3 separate regions of the Mus musculus genome follow, and all the other regions are linked to region 3. A link is a contact called in public HiChIP or PLAC-seq data. All regions are on one chromosome and are shown on one strand. Each heading gives the region's core, a stretch centred on a gene start, on an enhancer-like site or on the middle of the called end of the contact. The rest is flanking DNA. Distances are from core to core; before and after follow the strand shown. Region 1 overlaps Gm34278 (a long non-coding RNA gene). Region 2 has its middle 8.9 kb from the start of Gm34278. Region 3 holds the start of Msx2 (msh homeobox 2).

The links. HiChIP or PLAC-seq counts read pairs in DNA pulled down with a chosen protein or histone mark.
Region 1: an H3K4me3 HiChIP or PLAC-seq map of embryonic limb bud shows a contact between it and region 3, with 5 times the contacts expected there. The contact joins the enhancer-like site here to the promoter of Msx2 in region 3. A contact is called at or near these places in 8 of 39 promoter capture datasets (the 3T3-L1 cell line, cranial neural crest, epiblast stem cells and 5 more), 2 of 15 datasets of contacts at CTCF or cohesin (embryonic stem cells and stem cell-derived epiblast-like cells), 66 of 484 Hi-C or Micro-C datasets (the C2C12 cell line, LSK cells, MC3T3-E1-derived osteoblasts and 39 more), 22 of 115 datasets of contacts at active chromatin or transcription factors (astrocytes, cardiomyocytes, craniofacial prominence and 12 more) and 5 of 9 other capture datasets (adipose tissue, embryonic stem cells, embryonic tail and 2 more).
Region 2: an H3K4me3 HiChIP or PLAC-seq map of embryonic limb bud shows a contact between it and region 3, with 4 times the contacts expected there. The contact joins the enhancer-like site here to the promoter of Msx2 in region 3. A contact is called at or near these places in 6 of 39 promoter capture datasets (the 3T3-L1 cell line, cranial neural crest, frontonasal cranial neural crest and 3 more), 13 of 484 Hi-C or Micro-C datasets (LSK cells, beige adipocytes, brown adipocytes and 7 more), 13 of 115 datasets of contacts at active chromatin or transcription factors (astrocytes, craniofacial prominence, embryonic basal ganglia and 9 more) and 1 of 9 other capture datasets (adipose tissue).

The regions. Positions count from the first base shown.
Region 1 is chr13:53,679,634-53,683,251 of GRCm38.p6, forward strand. Gm34278 (a long non-coding RNA gene) reads right to left here. Exons shown (of 5, transcript XR_873419.1): 5 at 2,923-3,001. Among named protein-coding and RNA genes, the nearest start is that of Gm34332, 7.2 kb to the right of the region's middle. Within about 2 kb of position 2,153, at least 10 of the 459 cell types and tissues checked have an H3K27ac peak or open chromatin away from gene starts, as enhancers often do. A contact at or near this core is called in embryonic tail, where this site is marked.
Region 2 is chr13:53,707,381-53,711,272 of GRCm38.p6, forward strand. No RefSeq gene overlaps it. Among named protein-coding and RNA genes, the nearest start is that of Gm34278, 8.9 kb to the left of the region's middle. Within about 2 kb of position 1,926, at least 17 of the 459 cell types and tissues checked have an H3K27ac peak or open chromatin away from gene starts, as enhancers often do. A contact at or near this core is called in craniofacial prominence and embryonic limb bud, where this site is marked.
Region 3 is chr13:53,471,320-53,475,534 of GRCm38.p6, forward strand. It overlaps Msx2 (msh homeobox 2), which reads right to left and starts at 1,461. Exons shown (of 2, transcript NM_013601.2): 1 at 1,013-1,461. The coding sequence starts at 1,391. Gm33763 (a long non-coding RNA gene) reads left to right here. Exons shown (of 4, transcript XR_873406.2): 2 at 2,656-4,215.

The sequences.
Region 1 (3,618 bases), core at 903-3,402, 210 kb after region 3:
TAGTAATTGAAAACCATGGTGCAATCTAGTAGAAAGAGCTAGTGGGTCTCCGGCATCATCTCAGAGTCGGACTCAGACCTCATCACTGGGCTTGGAGTGCAGCTCAGTGGAAGAGCTTCAGCTTAGCATGTGCAAGCAACCATGAGCAAGATCCCTGGGCAGCTTCTCCCTCTCAGCGACCACAGCCCAGGGCTGCCCTCTTGCTCCAGAACTCTGGTGCTTCCCATCCCATCCACACCTTCTGGTTTCCTTTTGAGATCAGGGGTTGACTATCCTCCTCCTCTTCCTTCTCTTCTTCCTCCTCTCCTTCCTCCTCTTCTTCCTTCTCCTCTCCTTCCTTCCTCCTCTCCTTCCTCCTCTTCTTCTTCCTTCTCCTCTTCCTCCTCTTTTTCCTCCTCCTCTTCTTCCACCTCCTCTCCCTTCCTCTTCCTTCTCCTCTCCTTCCTCTTCTTCTTCCTCCTCCTTCTCTTCCTCCTCCTCGTCTAGTTCTTAGAAAAAGCAATAATTACTGAATGCCTACACGGCACTGGTGACTAGAAGAAGAACTGTTGGGTGCACACATGAGTGACTACATGTATGGAGAATTAATTCTATCCTTTATTTGAATGTAAGGTTTGTAAAAAAAAAAAAAAAAAAAAAAAGGGAAAGAGACTCAGTCTTTGATCTCGAGAGGGAACCAGAATAGACAGGTTTGGGTGTTAGCATGTTAATAACTTTCATGGCCTGGACACATAATAATGATACCTTTAGAAGGAGAGTAAATGCATTTTGGAGTCAGTGTTCAAAACCGAGTCCTGATTAATACATTACTTAACTAAATGTAAGGTTATTAGCTTCCCAACCCCTTACTCCTGCCACTGGCTGAGTTGAACTGGTGTCTTGGGCTTCAGAATCCGAGCAAAAAAGCATGGGCTGTGTTTTAATTACCCACAAATTTTCTAAGTACAGCTAAGAAGGATGAGGAGGCGGTGAGTCTCCTGCACGTGAAGATGTGGTTTCTGGTGACTAAACCACCATTTCATACCTGTATCAGAGAGAGGGAGAGAGAGAGAGAGAGAGAGAGAGAGAGAGAGAGAGAGAGAGAGAGAGTCAAAATAACTTAAAACTGGCCTTTGGGTCTGTGGAAACAGCTTAGTCGGTAAAGTGTTTGCCTTGCTAACATGAAGGCCTGAGTTTGACCTCCAGAACCCATGTTAAACACAAAACACACATACACACACATATACACATACACACATATACACAATATACATACACATACACACACACACACATCATACACCTACACACACACACATACATACACGCACACACACACACACATACACACACACACACACACACACACACACACACACACACACAAAACAAAAATAAAGGGAAAAAAATCATCTTGCAAGGACCTCGAGGGGCCAGAGATAGTCACTGAGACAGAGACCTACAGCAATTCTTCCTTGGTCTAATTCCCTGCCATTTATCACGTGACTCAAATATCAAAAGCGTCTCTGCAGATGGACCATAGGACACACTTCTCATGGTGGCTTTCATACAATGACAGGTGGTCTTAAATTTACTAAGCAATATAATAGTAAGAAAAATGGCTGGGCGCATTGCAGGGGTGGTGTGGGGTGGGGCACAATGATAGCCATGATCTTGTAAAGTCACTTGTCCAAGATGGCTGTGTTTATATTCAGGGTAATGGACACCTTCCTGTGGCCAAGCAGGTCTGCCATTGGCTGCAGCCGCCTTGGGACCTTCCCCAACATTTGCTTTCTTTCTCTTAAAAGAGAAGTAGAGGGCGGAGGGCTTAGCTGCTTCAACTTGAAAGCAAAAGCTAGAAGAGGCGTTAGCAGACTTTCTTGTGGCCCGGCACCCTGATTACCACAATTAAGGTCCAAGGTGTGGTGTTCTCTGCGCAGCATGCTCCAACACATGAAAGAAAATGATTCAGGCAAGGAAAATAATTACACGTTAATTTGTGTTTGGCAACTGTGTTTTATTCCCTTGGCCCACAAAGGGGAGATAAAACGTGATACCGTCGAAAGTGTTTTATCTGCCTTCGGTGGGGTGGCCACGGACTGCTTGAAGAGATGAGTATTCGTCTGGCATTGTGCGGCTGTCTTCGACGCTCCTGCCTGCCAGGAGGAGCTGAAGAGGCTGCATTCCGAGCTGCTTACAGCTGGCTCTGACCCCTTTGTTTCCTTGAGTTTCACGGGGTTGGAAAAGGAGAAAGGAAGATTGGCCCGGGCTTTTCAAGGGGGGACGATGGGGTTGTCATTCCTACAGTGTGAACTTGCATTTCTCTCCAAGTAGAAGTGGTCCTGTGAGAATCTCAAGGCCAGCTTTCCTGTGGAAGCAGGCAAGCCAAGTCCTGAGTCTGTAGGCTGGGACCAGGAGTCCTCAAGTGGCCCAATCTCCTGAGACCTGGCAAAGAACTCTAACAGAGGTTTAAGAAGTGAGACCTCGAGAAGGCTTTCCATGTTGGCCAGTCTGACCTACACCAAGGTCAGAAGGATCCGTTCTGATCTCAGTTCCAGCCCTTCCCAGCCCAGTGGCTTTGGTCACGTAATTTAATCTCTCTAAGCCCGGGTTTCCTGTTTGTAAAGGAGAGACAATAAGAATGATCCCTCCCTCTAAGAGTTATTATGGGGATTAAATGAGATAATGCAGCCCAGTTATTGGCACAGTCCCTCACAAACAAGAAGAGCTGAATAAAGGCCAGTGGCCATTCATGAACAAAGTCCTGGAAGAAGTATCAGGTGAGGGGTAAAGAAAAATAAATAAATATTGACCACCACCTTTTATTAAATTATGATTTGGGATATTACAGCTACCATACTGATAGCGAGATAATCGCTGGATGGATGGATGAATGAAAGAATGAGTGAAGATGCTGTTAAACTCCAGGATGAACCACAAATGCCCTACCTTTTCTTCCCAGAGGGATTCCTTGCTGAAGTGATATCAGCTTCTTAGCCTCCTTTGATCTCCACACCTTCATCTGTAAAATGGACACAAAGCTCAAAAAGAGGCATTGCTGTATCTGGCAGGGCTTTTAGCATAAGGCAAGGCCAGCAGCCATCAGAGCTCTCCCTTCTGGCTCTGGGAAGAGGTTCTTGCCACTAGGATTGGCCACACTGGAGGAAGGGTCTTTTGTTACTCCTACTCCACACCTGCCCTCTTTTCTTTCCCTGTCCTGTTTTCTGTTCCAGGAAGCTCACCAGGAAAAGGGGCTCTCTCAGGCAGGCCCCTTCTAGCTGCCAGCCTGATCTGATCAGTGGAGAGCCCAGCTGGAGAGACAGGGTGGGGGGGGGGGAAGGGGAGGCAGAGAGAAGGATGGAAAGAAGGGAGACATTAGAGGAGGTGGTGTTTCTTCTCCAGCTTCTTGCGCTTTCCTCTGCGGGTCACTGCCTTTTCCCCTGGAGAGCCCCTCTCTGTCACCCCTCTAACCTTGGCAGCTTCAGATTGCTCTTTCTCTTTAGGTCTCAGGGTAGCTGCCAGCCCAGACTTGGGCACACCTCTGGTTTTCCCTCACTGTGTCCACACCTTTGTTTCTTCTGAGTCCTCGGACTTCAGGGCCTCAGGAAGGTGCCAGCTGTTTACTTCGGGAACCTAACA
Region 2 (3,892 bases), core at 676-3,175, 240 kb after region 3:
TCCCATTTGGTTCTTTCCCGTAACTTCTGTTTCGTTTTTTAAAAATGATGTCTTTAATTTTTTAAATACATTTTAAGAGTTTCTGATCATGGTACTTTTCTGGCAGTTCCTTTAAAAAACCCAAAAACCCATTAACATCTGGTTCTTCTCGTAACAGGCATCATCAGCCGCTCATTCTTCTACATTTAAGTTGTGAAATATTTTTGTGGATCTCGCTATGACAGGTGATTTTTAAAAATTATATCCCCAACGGTTTATATACAATGCTAACTTAAGGTTTCAAGTCCCACAGAAGACGCGTTTTAGCAGATGGTTGTTCTATTTCGGCGTGAGCATCTCCCGTCTGATTTCAGCGCTCGCCGTGGCTCTGTTTCAGCTGTTGAGCGTGCTGCTGTTCAGTCTTAACCTTGCTTCCTCGGGAGCTGCTGAGCCCCTCACCATCCCCCACTGTGGCCACCAGAAAGGCAGAAAGGTTTCCCTCAAGAAGGCGACCTGGGTGCGCAGAGACTTGAGCGCTCAAGGCTTTCGCTGATTGGATGAGACTCTTCAATAGCAAAGAGAGAGATCAGCTTTCCTCAAAGATCACAATTTAAAATGTTAATTCAAATCCCTAAACAGCCCTTTAGACACATATAGGATGGTTTTTGACTAAATATCTGGGTACCATGTCCCAGTCATGCTGATGTTCAAGATTATCCAACACACTCATTTCATTTGCCTGTTCCAAGGTATCTAGTATGCTTGGCAGGAGGCAGAAAAACTAGGGGAAGATAGACCTATATCACTCCATCATCTACATATCCATGCATCCATGCATCCATCTGTCAATCTGTCCGCCTGTCTGTCTCTCTCTCGCTTGCTAGTTTTTTGTTTGTTTGTTTTGGGGGGTGTTCGTTTGTTATTTTTTGTGCATGTGCATGTTTTGAGACAGTCTTTCTCTGTCTAGCCCTGGCTGTCCTGAAACTTGCCCTGTAGACCATGCTGGCCTCAAACTCAGAGATCTACCTACCTCTACCTCCCAAGTGCTGAGATTAATGTTGTGTGCCACCACATTCAGCTCTGTCTACTTATTCCCATTCATTTGACTTGAGTTTTTGTCTCTTACAACCTGCTGCTGAGCCTGGGAGGGCCTTAAGGCTCAGCTCTCTCTGAGGTAGTTATTCTCATTTGGCATTCTCTCTCTCTCTCTCTCTCTCTCTGGGTTTATTGAGCTAATCACATATCCTTATCATCTCAATCCATACTTCTCTGTCTATGAGGACCTATGGAGTATACTGTAAGGATTTCAAACTATCTTTAGCTTTGAGCCTAGGGCTGTTGGATTCCTGGAGACTCCAAAGCCAATTTAAGTTGCCCAGTGCAGGAGAAATGAGAAAGCATCCCCAGGCTAGTAAAGTCCTTATAAGCTGATTTGCTTCTTAATGGTGAAAAGCTAGTTAGAGCCAGAGTCCTTCAGGCCGTTTGACAATTGAACCTTTATACTTCAGCTTAAGACATGGAGGAGAACGAGGAGGAGGAAAAACAGATGTCTCTAGCAAAGGGCGTGAGGGAGAGGGAAACACACCACTCTAACCTCAACTTTATTTGCATTTTATATATGTTATATATTTCATTTTATAAAAACAGTCAAAACCAAAACCACAAGATTTCACAGATAAGAGAAAAAAGCTGGACTGGGCTTAATTCAATATTTCAGAGAATGCTCTTAAGGGCGCTCGGCAGGCTGCATTCAGCCAGACCAAGCTGCTGAGGATTCTGGAAAAAAAAAGTGACTCTGATTCACACCGGGACACCACATCTCATAACACACGGTGTGTGCAAGAAGCTGTAATTATGAAATGTTTGCCTTAAGTAACATGGCTGCCTAAACACAGATGGTCCTCATTGACACTAATTGGACCTGACGTGGCCTTGGCCTGCCTTGGAACAGTTGCCGGAACACGAAGCCCACTTGGGTGTGTGCTCTCTGAGGGCCTCTGTTTCATATCGCCTTCATTAGTGGTGGGATGGAGGCGGGGTAGAGTCATACCTTAGCATTGGGCCCTTGTCTGTCTCAGAACTTGCTGAAAAACGTCTTTTACCCTGCTTAGACGGGCGAGCTCCTCGGGGGCTGGCCATGTACATTTCTTCAGTTCTTTCTCGTTTGAATTAAGGAGGAAGGCTCCCCACATCTCCTGCTCTGTTCCCAGCGAAGACTAATGATTTTTATTCTTTTAAAGAAACTCATGGACATTCCTAAGATGTGCTATATCCCTAAGAACATCCACAAAAGAGCCCTTTTCTAGCTTTCTCCGAAGCTCGGGGTTTTACCCACTGACCTTTCTTACACTGACTTGTCTCCGCTGGGAGCCTTCAGAGGGGAAAAACCATCGCCGCAGAACCACTAACACTGGCCACACTTCTTGAACATTCACTGTGCCTCCATCTCTTCTGAATAGAAAACAGGGACAAATGCTTGCAGGTTTTCTGGTGTCTGGTATACAGAAGCTTGTGGATAAAATGAAAGAGACACAAACATTGGGTGAAAAAAATCTCCTCGTCCTCTGGCGTCCTTCAGAGAGATTTTTTTTCGGGGGGGGGCATCAAGGGCTCTGTAACACGTGACCTGTTAGTGGGCCAATGAGAAGGCCAAAAGCTTTCCCTTCAGCTCTTGCCTTGTAGACTTTGCATGACACAAATTCACTCCCCAATTCTTCCTAGAGCTGTGCCTCTCTCTATCAGCCTCTACATATCTACATCTGTTTCTATATGCCTATGTAGCCTTTTTTTTTTTGGTCTCAGGATTGGTTTATTCTGGCGAAAGAAGAAATCACTAATTTAGTAATTAATTTTGAACCAGTTGACTATTGGAATAAAGAGATGCTAGTCCGGTTGGTGCAGAGACTTCGCTTTATGAAGCGAATAAACCACATTTTGATGGCAGCACGGAAAGAGACAAAGGTTACAATGAGAGCCTTAGCCACACAGTCTAGGCCACAAGGAAGTGTGTGTTCCAGCCATCCTGAGCTTGACCCCCACACACTCATGCACACATGCACACACACATGTGTGCACACGCACAGGAATTACACTAACCTTTAAGGCCCAGCAAGCTTCGAGCAAGGATGTTTCCCTTCACAATCTGTGAGTCCTCTCTAGCTAGATGAGGGCTCGTGAGAAAAAAATATAGGGTTCTTAGAGGAAGGAGGAAGTCACCAGACTCCCTCTGCATTTGGGTTGTCTCACCAGCTTTTCCCTGGGTCTCAAGCCCACCCAAGTCCCATCAGAAACCTCACTTGCCTGATGCTGCAACCTCACCAGCCAAATCTTCAAAACAAATTTCTATGCCTGTCTGTCTCTGTCCCTAGCTCCCACACTCCTTAGCAGAAGGACCCTGAGCGACAAACAAGGAAGCAAAGGCAGAAGGAGGGATTGTGCAAGACGGAAGTATGAAGAACAGCATTGTGGGAGCACTCTAATTCCTTCATAGGTTCTGAGGGAAACAGTCTGTTGGAAGGATCTAGATATGTTAAAAGTGTCATTAGGCTGGTTAATTAGGGGTCAGCCTGTGTTCACAGCTCCTTGTAGAGAACAGAGCAGTGATTTAGAAATAAGAATCCATGCCCACGAGTTCCATTTTCATCTTCTTTAAGTAAATAACTCTTCCCTCGCTTCGATCCTACAGCAGGATGTCATCAGGTCAACGCAAAGGAGGCAGGAATGTTTCTTATTATTTCCCAAATGCCCTCAGAAACTAAGTCAGTCAATAAAAACCACAGTCAACCTGTTTATGTAGACAGAATTGTGATAGTCTTCACTTGGGAGACAAGCAATAAAAAGCTGGGTTCCTCACTTCAAACTGACTACCTTCCAGAAAAGCGTCAGGGCGGAATTAGCAACTCCAATAAAATTT
Region 3 (4,215 bases), core at 211-2,710:
TCTGGAAAGGAAGTCGGCACAGCCTCCCTGGAGGAAGTGGGGTGCAGTGAAAATAGCAATATGGCCATCACCCTCAAAAGAGGGGGCAGAGAGCATGGACACCAGACCCCCATGCCCATTGCAAGTATGAATGGTAACCTGGACCAAGCAAGAGCAATCCTCTAAGCACTAGCCACCAAGTCTGAAGGGGTAGCCACAGGTGGCATGCCTCTGCCTGTACTTTGAGGTTCTAGCAAGCAGCCAAATCTGGCGAACTTGTGGCCACCTCACTGTACATTCTCAAGTTCTGAAGGAATGCTGTTAATTATTACTGTGAACCCAGGAGAGCCCACGAGGGTCTGGCCCAAACTAGCTCCCTGCAACACGCAGAACCTAACCAACAACGGACTAGAATACAAGAAGCTTCCTTTCCGAATCAGTCTCTGCCTGCCACCTTCCCTTCATAGGATGGACACTGGAGTTCGAAGACTACCAAGTATGTCTGCTCCATGTCTGGTTAACTTCCAGTTGTCTAGTCTTTATAGTGGGGTGAACTTCATGGGGCTGCCTGTATATTTTGAAGGCCAGCAAAACCACATTTCAATACTCATTTAAAGTGGATCCCAGCCCGGTGTGGTGGTGCACACCAGTTATTCTAGTACTTAGGTGGTGGAGTAAGATGACGAGTTCAAGACCATCCTGAGCTGCATACCAGCACGGGCCACAGGAGACCCTGACTCAACAAAACAAAACAGCGACTCTCCCCTATTTCCCGGGCAGGTACACAAATATGAAGTTTTCGGAGCAGGGGGCTAAGGACTGCAGAAATCAACAACTTGGTTTGGTTTTCAAATGCCAGCCAGCGCTCAGGTACTGCAGATTCCTCGAAGCTAGGGATTCTGGGATGCGGACCGCCCGCTGAACTGGGGTACCAGGGGGGTCAAGAGCATCATCCTGTTAACACCCGTTCCCCAGCCCCTCTGGGACCCCTCGCGCTGGTCCAGCCCGGATCCCGTCCCAGACGCGCACTCACTGGGCGGCGGGGAGTATCTGCCGGGCTCCTGTATCCACGGTGCTCCGTCTTCGGAATTTTCCGACTTGACCGAGGCGGTCTCGAAGGGCTTGACGAGAGGCCCGGGACTGTGAGCGTCCCGGACGCCGTGTCCCGGCAGCAGCAGCGGCCGCAGGACAGCGCCAGCCGAGGCGCAGTCGGGTGGCACCGCGGGCGATTCCTTGGGCGGCTTCTTGTCGGACATGAGCGCCTCCACGCTGAAGGGCAGGCTGGAGACCTTGACCCTGCGTTCCTCTGCGCTGCCCTCGGCTCCTCCAGGCCCGGGACCCGGGCCGGCCAGTACCGCGGGGCCCTCCTCATCCGACGAAAACAAGTCACCGCCTTTAGTCGGAGAAGCCATGACTTTCTGCGCCGCGTAGCTGTCGGCGCGCGACTCCGCTGGCAACTCTCAAGCGAAGACTCCAACTTTTGGGGGGGGAGCCGGCAGGGGCGCGCTGGGAGCCCAGCCTGTCCTCCGAGGGGAAGTGGGAGACTCGGCTCAACCAACTGGCGACGGCCCTGCTCCTGACGCCACGGACGCTCGCCACCGATTGGCTCTCCCTGGAGAGGCTTGGGGCCCTTCCCCCGCCCCGTTTGAAATAAATTAGGAGTTAATTACAGGAGCAGTCAGCAGAGTTGTTATTAGGCGATCCCTCAAGGGTTATAATCGCCCAAACTGAAAAGTCTAAGGCGTAATTAAAGCCGATTGTTTAAAGAGGAAGCTTGCCGAGTCTCATTTCTTGTCTTTTAACCCCTCTTTAAAGTGTTTCTGGTGCCGATCCCACACGCTCCCGCCTGAGAATGTTGGAAATCTGCGGAGGGCATGGAACATTTATAAAGCTCCCACTATGAGCTCAAACTAGTGTATCTTTGTAACTATAATGGAAAACAATAGCAGCATCTTTACTAATAGAAATAGTTTAGGCATGGTCCTTAGTTGTCTTATCTTTGGAGAGTGTTCCAAGACATTAGCTGTAACTCATTCCTTAAGAAAAGGGACAAAGATGAGAAAGGCTGAGAGGTGGTCAAGGGATATTCAACTAATCTCTACCCTTTCTCCCTTTTTTTTTCCTTTAAAACAGACTCTTGCTCTCCAGCTCTGGCTAGCTTAGAAGTCGCTCCCTATCTTACCCAAGATGGTCCTGAACTTGCTACCCCACTGGCTTCGTCCCTGGTGTTGAGAGTGTAGGTGTGCACCAGCAGACCCAGCGCCCATTGGTTCCTGGCAGCTAATTTACACAAATGATCTCCATTTCATACTCTGTCCAAACAGGACAAGTTTTAGAAACTGTCAATGGGGATATTTTCTCACCCCTTGAGTCTCCTCTCTAGGCCCGTGCAAAAGTGTGCTCATGAGGTTTTTTTTTTTTTTTTTTTTTTTTGAGTTTGTGTTTGTCATTGGAGTTCAGGTGTCAGGATAGCATCTGCCTTGGGAGGTGATGGGCAGGGGAGAAGGGTATTTGTGACATTTAGTGTCTTTATTCTCTCTGCAAATAACAGGGTTCGACTTTGCAAACCCAAAGCCTGAATATCTTTGGGGAAAGCTCATCTCACCTGACTTTGAAATTTTAAGCAGCATACCTATCAGGATCCCACCCTAAAGCACACTCTCTATCTAACTGCAGCCCCAAAGCATCAGTGACCAACTGTATCAATGCATGGAAGAAGAGAGTTTTGAGACAGAGGCCTGAAATAATTCTGCACCTCCCTTGCCCGCAAGCCAGCAGGAGCAGAAAGATCGCTGCAAACAACCCATTTCAGGCTGCAGAAGCTTTTTCATAGATCCAAAAACCCATCCGGACTGGTGGGGGAAAGAAGAGCCTGCTAAGCGCTGGTCCCAAACAGCAAATGCTCCCTAAATACTCCCTCCAGCACCAAAGGGGAGGACCATTGCTCCAAGTTGCTTTCAATGACCAGAGCTTAGCAGGTACCCCAGTTTAGAAGACTTAGAAACTTGACTGCCTAGACCTCCAGATCCTTCCAGCTTACCTCTCTGAAACAGGGACCTTTGCCTCAAACATTTACCCAGAGTGAAATCTCGCTGGTCTGAGGGAACCCATAGATGTAGAAATCTTAGAAGATTAAAAAAAAAAAAGTCTTCACCAGATAATTCAGTTCAGTTTTGAAAGGTTTTCTTTTAATGATAAGAAGTTCTAAATGAGGCTTCTAAAAACCTGTGAAACTTTCTCCTACCACAAGATACAAGTACTTTGTTGTTGCTAACTGGAAGCCCGGGAAAGCCAAAAGAAGACAACGAAGGTGATTTGGAGACATGTATTTTCCCTGGAGTCACATCTGATGATAGGGATCTCAAATACAATACAGGTAAATTCAGATTGAGTTGTATGTCCTCTCAATAAGTGAGGCAAGATGTGGGGTTATGTATTTTGGAAGCAAATCTAAAATTCGTTTAGTCCTCAGCTGCCGAAGAATACAATGAAGTTCACGTTTCAATTGTCCTGAACCCAACCAATGCTTTATAAATAATCGGAAAACTTATCCTTAAAATGTGTTACTTTAGGGGCACAGGTAGAGTCTTAGGAAGTTAAAAAAACAAAACAATTCCATTGGAATGTCTCTATTTTTTTTTTAAACTGTCTCCTTCAGAGGAAAAGTTCAGTCTCTCCTGCACTATTTGGGGGGAAATGCTAAGACACTGAAAGGGAAACGGTGGGGAGAAAAGGAATATTTAGTTTTGACCTCCAGAGTACCAAGCTCTGGCCACGAACAGGAGGCATTGCCAAGGAGACAGCCCCCATCCCTTTGCCAGGCGCCTCTCCAACTCTGCTGGGGTGGAGACCAGGGCTGAAAAAGCCTGAACACGGAAGTTAGCCCTTCGTGGAAAGCCTATCTGCTGCAAGAATTTTGCACACCCTCAAAATATTTTTTCAGGTCTTCCCCGCGGCTCTAAACTGAGGGGCAATCATTCCTCTGCTCGACTCTTATGGGAATTAGCTTCAGTGGGTTTCATAACGTAGAAGGTGTGGGGAATTAGTTTAAAAATATTCTTGTATATCAAAAGCAACATTAATTTACCCAACGCTTTCTTTGTCTAGGGACTCATCACCCGCCTTCACCAACCCCAAAGCAGGACCTTTGTAAAAATCCCTGAACAGAGATTTTTCCCAGCCTGAAAAAGGTGCAGGTTTGGGTGTCTTCCCAGAGAGGAGGGCTGGCTTTGGCAC